Regions from separate parts of the Oryzias latipes genome. Here region 1 is linked to region 2. A link is a contact called in public Hi-C data. All regions are on one chromosome and are shown on one strand. The core of a region is the stretch at or near the end of the contact, and the rest is flanking DNA. Distances in the headings are between cores, read along the strand shown. Region 1 holds the start of LOC105356680 (sperm-associated antigen 16 protein-like). Region 2 overlaps myrip (rab effector MyRIP).

What was found. A called contact is a pair of places that touch in the nucleus more often than the background predicts.
Region 1: a contact with region 2 is called in a Hi-C map of embryo, with 2.2 times the contacts expected there. The contact joins the promoter of LOC105356680 here to the enhancer-like site in region 2. A contact is called at or near these places in 5 of 5 Hi-C or Micro-C datasets (embryo, fibroblasts and gastrula embryo).

The regions. Positions count from the first base shown.
Region 1 is chr20:15,086,463-15,089,332 of ASM223467v1, reverse strand. It overlaps LOC105356680 (sperm-associated antigen 16 protein-like), which reads left to right and starts at 1,488. Exons shown (of 1, transcript XM_011488857.2): 1 at 1,488-2,329. The coding sequence starts at 1,523. The coding sequence ends at 2,260. ndufb4 (NADH dehydrogenase [ubiquinone] 1 beta subcomplex subunit 4) reads right to left here and starts at 1,458. Exons shown (of 3, transcript XM_004081011.4): 1 at 1,237-1,458. The coding sequence starts at 1,413.
Region 2 is chr20:14,951,415-14,954,143 of ASM223467v1, reverse strand. It overlaps myrip (rab effector MyRIP), which reads left to right. Exons shown (of 18, transcript XM_011488854.3): 11 at 400-549; 12 at 668-1,369; 13 at 1,544-1,606. Among protein-coding and RNA genes, the nearest start is that of LOC110017283, 8.2 kb to the left of the region's middle. Within about 2 kb of position 1,328, at least 1 of the 8 cell types and tissues checked has an H3K27ac peak or open chromatin away from gene starts, as enhancers often do. A contact at or near this core is called in embryo, where this site is marked.

The sequences.
Region 1 (2,870 bases), core at 239-2,738, 140 kb before region 2:
CTCAGGATTTATGCATCTGCAGCAAATTCATAGAAAAATTATACACAAAAACAATTGTAATTGTAGTCGTAATTTCCTATTATGTGTGCAGGTAAAAAACAAAGACAGTTTAAGTAGTAAGTGGTAAAGAAATCCATTCTGATGCATCTATTTCAAAAGTGTGCGGCTGGATAGCTCCGATATGAGTCGTCGTTTTTGTTGCAACGATAATGCTGGGTTGCTGGTATGAGGGGCTGTAGGCTAGCAAGAGAGAGTGTAAACAAAGGGAGGATGGGAAATGAGCGCAGGCGTACTCCGCCAACAATTACGCCCACAATTCTGAAGCATATTTTTAATGAAATACTGCCGCTCTGCAGAAACTATATCCTAGAAAACGACTGTTTTTTTTTAAAATTTAAAATAAAACAGAATAATCATAGTAAAAAAAACCAACAAGTAACACTTTTACAACAGATCAAAATATCATTGAGTGGAAATTTAAAACTAAACTACCGGTAGTTTGATCTATCTTTGGTTTTGACAAGCATTCCTTTAACTTATTTTTAAAACAAAAATATGAAAAGCGTGAATTCGTGTCCTAAATCAGTGCGAAAAGACGGCCCCTACTTTAAATTTTAAATCTCCTTAAAGTACAAAAGACGGCAAATAAAAAAAATAGCGAACACAATTGGAAAATCTAAAAAACCGGATACTCTCTGACTGTTCACTCACGCAACAGAAAAGAGATCAACAAAAAATAATGGTCACATTTTAAAAGAATTGATTTGATGTTTTGACAAATAAGCCCATTTACAAAAAGGAAAATCGCCATCATATAAAATACACAATCAAAAAAAAACAAAAAACAAAACAAAACTAAAGTTCTGTTTCTTTCAAAGTTGGCACATAACACCAAGCACAGACCATAATATAATGATATAATAAAATGCAATCCTTGCATCTACCTTTAAAATCGTCTTAAAAGGTTTTACCTTAATAAAGCAAATAATTATGTTATAATTTCTGAATCAAAGACTGTAGCTTGCTAGCTAGCTGTGTCAGTTGTTACATTAGTATAGCATTGACACAACACTTATACATGGCAGCCACAAAAATACAAGCTAAAATACAAACCATAACAGTAGTTTATTTTTTAAAACTAGACTTTTTTGCATGTTTTCTTCCTGTTCTATACTAAATTGAAAATGTTAGCATGCTAACGGGTTCCTCGGCCCTCCTCAGGGTGACTTTACTTACAACCAGCTCCTTCCGGTGCGGGTTGTTCAGCTGCACCTGATACTGCCTCTTCAGGTTCGCTCGAACCGCAGCCCTGGCTTCCTCTGCGCGCCGGTGCTCCGGTGACAAGTTGAAATATTCGTTTGGGTCCAATGTTTTTGGCAAAGAGGCCAAGGGCGCCGCTTTGTAATCCGCCATGATTGTTGGTGACGGAAAAACTGCAGATGGCTGATCTCGAAAAATCTCGCGTTGATTCGTTAGCAGTTACCGTGGCAACGTGAAGCGTTCTCAAGCAAGATCGCGGAAAATGAGCGCTGCGGACAACAACATCGAAAAGGAACCGGAAATTTTAGTCTCGGAAGAATACTTAAAATGTGAAGTTTCTGTTGATGACGAGTGTACCTTCACAGAAGAGGAAGATGATCTGGAGGAGACTGTAAACGCCGTCCAGGGGCATTCAGGAGCCACTGCTGGAGCCATTTCAGTCACCTCCTCCAACACGCCCAAATCACCACCTGTGGTCGATTTTGTGCGAAACTTTCTTTTCAACGCAGGAATGTCAGACACTCTTCACTGTTTTCAAACGGAGTGGTATGAGATGATACAGAAACGGCTTGTGGATGAAGATCGGGTCGATCTAGTTCCGGACGTTTACTTCCAAAACCAGCGTCTGGAGAGCGAGCTGGAGAGCGCCCGGTTGGAGACGGAGGAGTCCAGGCGGACAGCCTCTGCAGCAGCTGGGGCCCTGGAGAGGCTCCAGAGAGCCGCAGACGTGGAAAGACTGCGGCTGAAACGCCTGATCCAAGAGAACAAAATACTCAGTGAAGAGTGCAGAAAACTCCGGATGAAATGTGAAAAACTCCAACCCACAGTGCAGCAGAGGATGAATGAAAAGCATCTGGCTGCTCGGAAGGAGCTCTTATGGGTGACTGCAGAGAAAGACAAAAGTATCTTGCAGCCACAAGTAGCCCAACAAAGGTCTTCCTCTGCGGAGTCAAACAAGACAAACCCACGAAGTGGAGTCAGCAAAGCTGCCCACATTTAGGCCTCTATATGCTCCTCTTTCTAAAGCATTCAGGCTGGATCACGAATAAAATCACTGTAAAAGAATGAATGCATAAGAGTGAATGTTTTTGTGCATGCAAATGAACATAATTTGAGTTCCAGTTATAGATGAATTTGTCAATTGTTGCATCACTATAGACGTTCACCTCATGCAGCCACTAGAGGGCAGTGTCCAACCAGTTGTTACTGTCCTGCACGTTGACGGATGTCTGGTAAAGATCCTCTTCAATGAAAATCGTTTTTTTTTTGTGTTTTTAACATGTTCTTGTGGCATTTTCCTCATGGCGGAGAACACATTTAAAGAAAATTAAGCTTAATTTGCATTTCTGAGTATTTCTTTATTCACATTGCTGGGAATCAGGGGCAGATGGGCAAGAAAAAAAAAAAAAAAAAAAAAACACTTGGAAAAAGCCTGTAGCCCTGACATGGGTGCTGCAGTCGGGAGCCTCACGCTCCCTGCTCCGCTCCGTTCAGTGACTTGCAGACAAATTGATCCATATACATCTTGGTTTTCCTTGACCAAGATGGCATCTGGCTCAAAATTGTACGGCTGGATAGTTCAATTATTGCCCGCCATTTTTGTTGCACCG
Region 2 (2,729 bases), core at 79-2,578:
TTTTTCCAAAAAATGCCTTGTTTCCAATTGTCATAAATGTTTACCCATTTGACAACTCCCTCTTTGAAAGCTTTAACAAGTCATAACTATCCAAAACGCCTTTATTTTAGAAGTATTTATGAGTTAAATGTTTTTTACTTTTAGTTATCTATTATAAGTACAAGGACAGAGAAAGGATCAAAATAAGACATCAAGTGAAACTTTCTGCACTTCTTTGTAGTTCTTTAATAAATAAAAATTCACATACCCTCATGATTACCCCTCCTCCATGCTTGACTTTTGTCATGTGTTTATACCAAAGACAGTATTCATATGACAGCCTTAATGTTTACCTTGGAAATGCTCCAAAAATGATGAAACACTCTGACATGACCAGATGTACTCACCTGCTTTTTCCAGGTAATAGGGGACAGCAGTGATGGAGAGGAGAAGCAGTCTGATCCTAAAAGAAGATCCCGGCGACGAAGGAAGAGCAGAAGGGAGTCCTCAACAGAACGGGGCCGTCCTGGATCCCAGAGCCACACACAGTCCATCTACCCACTAGCACAGGTAAAATATCCAGTTCCTAGTTCACAAATTATTCTAAATAATTCTTATTTGATATGCCCAGCAATAGAGGCTTTTGCCCTTTTGATTTTATCTGTGTTCATTTGACTTCACACTACAGGAGAACAGTGGTATCCTACTCAATGCCTTGCTAAAGAGAGGACTTAGTGAGGAACATTCGGTAATCGGCAGCGGACCAATTGCTGCTGCCGCCCCAGACACCCTGATTTTTCAGACTGCGACACCTCAACTGGAGGATTTAGACACAGCACTTTCAAACTCATCTGACCCCAACTGTCCCCAACTCCACTCTTTGGCTCAAGGGTCACAGCTCTCTAACCCTGGATCTGCAGATGTGCTGGAAGAGAAACTACAGTCCAGACTCTGTCAGCTAGTCAGCAACAGCAAAGGCGACGATGATTGCGTGAGGTGGTCTGTGGACAAACAGATGGATGCCGAAAGTCACCAATCAAGGCCGAAGGACACAGAGAGACACAGGCATCGGGAAAGTGAGAAGAGAGAAAAAGGAAGTGAGACCAAGGAGCAGGTAAATGGCAAAAAAAGTGTAAAGCAAGTAAAGAGTCCTTCATTGCAAGAGGAGGAAGGAGCGTGGAAGAGGCAGTTAGAGAAAGGAGGACACAGTTTAGAGGAGAAAGTATCAGAGCAGGACCAGAGGAGAGAGGAGAAAAGGCTAAGTAAGAGGCAACATAGTAGAGATGCAGAGAAGGAAGGGGGACAAATAATTGGCGCCAGAAGTGGATCCAGTGTGAGCTCACCTGCTGTGACACCTTCTTCCCAGGAGGGGGAGCTATCAAACAACCAGGTAAGGACACCCTTTTCCTTACTGTTTTTGTTTCTATTTTATCCCTAAACCAACATTTACCCATCCCACCTGTCTCCTGTTCTGTACAGTTTCTATGTGCTTTGTTTAGTCCTGTGTGTGTTTCTTATTGTGTGCATTCCAGTATGCATGTTTGTGTGTTTCTGTTTAAATCAGGTGGAACAAAATTACTTGGAAAAAGAGCAGAAGTACCGGTTTCTCTCTTCTTACTCACAACAGGTGAGGTTGTTTTGTAACTATAAGAACACACATTTTGAATATTTAAAAATAAAAAGTAATGCTGCAGAAAAATAACAAAGAGGGACCCCAAAAAAGAAAAATATTTTATATAAAGGTTTGAATAACTTTACGTTGGTTTTCCTGCTTGGGTTGGGGCATTTGTGAAGTCATTTGACAAAAGATTTGAAAAAATGTTTCCTTTTTTTATAAACAATAAACTCCAAAAAGGCCAAAAACAACATAGCTGCAGGTGCTGTAATACTTTATGTCAAGAACAGCCATAATTCCTCCTAAACAGAAAAAAACAGCATCCGTGATTCTGTTACTTCTGCAGGGAGAGACTAACACATAACAGTGCAACTGGCCAAAGGCACTGTGAACTAAAAAAGCAAACACAGTTAAAACTAAACTTATTTTTAAGTGTCTCATGAACATAATAATTGATTTTAAAATGCCTGTCAAAAACAGCAAATGAGGCATTTTTGTACGAACTGTGATCACCTAGTTTGAAGCGTCTGGATTAGGTGCAACTTTTCTCCCTATGAATCATTTCTATGAGACACACAACGCCACAGAGTCAGGTTCACAGACAAACAAACATCTGTGGAGGAAACGTCACAATTTTCATTTGCTCTCACGGGTGACGTCTTCTCGTCTGCTCTTAAAATGTGAGTTTTTTTTTATTTTATCTTTTCAAATTCATCAGGCGGAAAAACAGCGTGACAAGTTGTGTCCTTCTGGTTTTGATGCAGGTTGTCTTCACACCTGATAAGCACCATTTCAAAGGGCATCAGTATATGGGATCTTTATAAACAAAAATTCTGGAAGGGGAAAAAAATCCTGCGGCTCTTTCTACTTTTGAAAAAAATCTGCTAAATGCTTTCATCTTTCAAGGTTTTATTTTCTGGACCTGCTTTAAGCCAAAAACCCTCAGTTTTTGCAGGACATGTAGTTATATACAGTTACTTCGATGTGGGACTCATCATTTATCTCTTTTTAACATTTCATTATAATTTCTGAAAATTACTTTTGTTTTTGGAAATGTTTCCTTTTATTTTCTTTCCCTTTTTTTGTGTTTTAGTTTCTGGAATTTTTTTTGACTTCTGAAATGTTATGCTGTTTT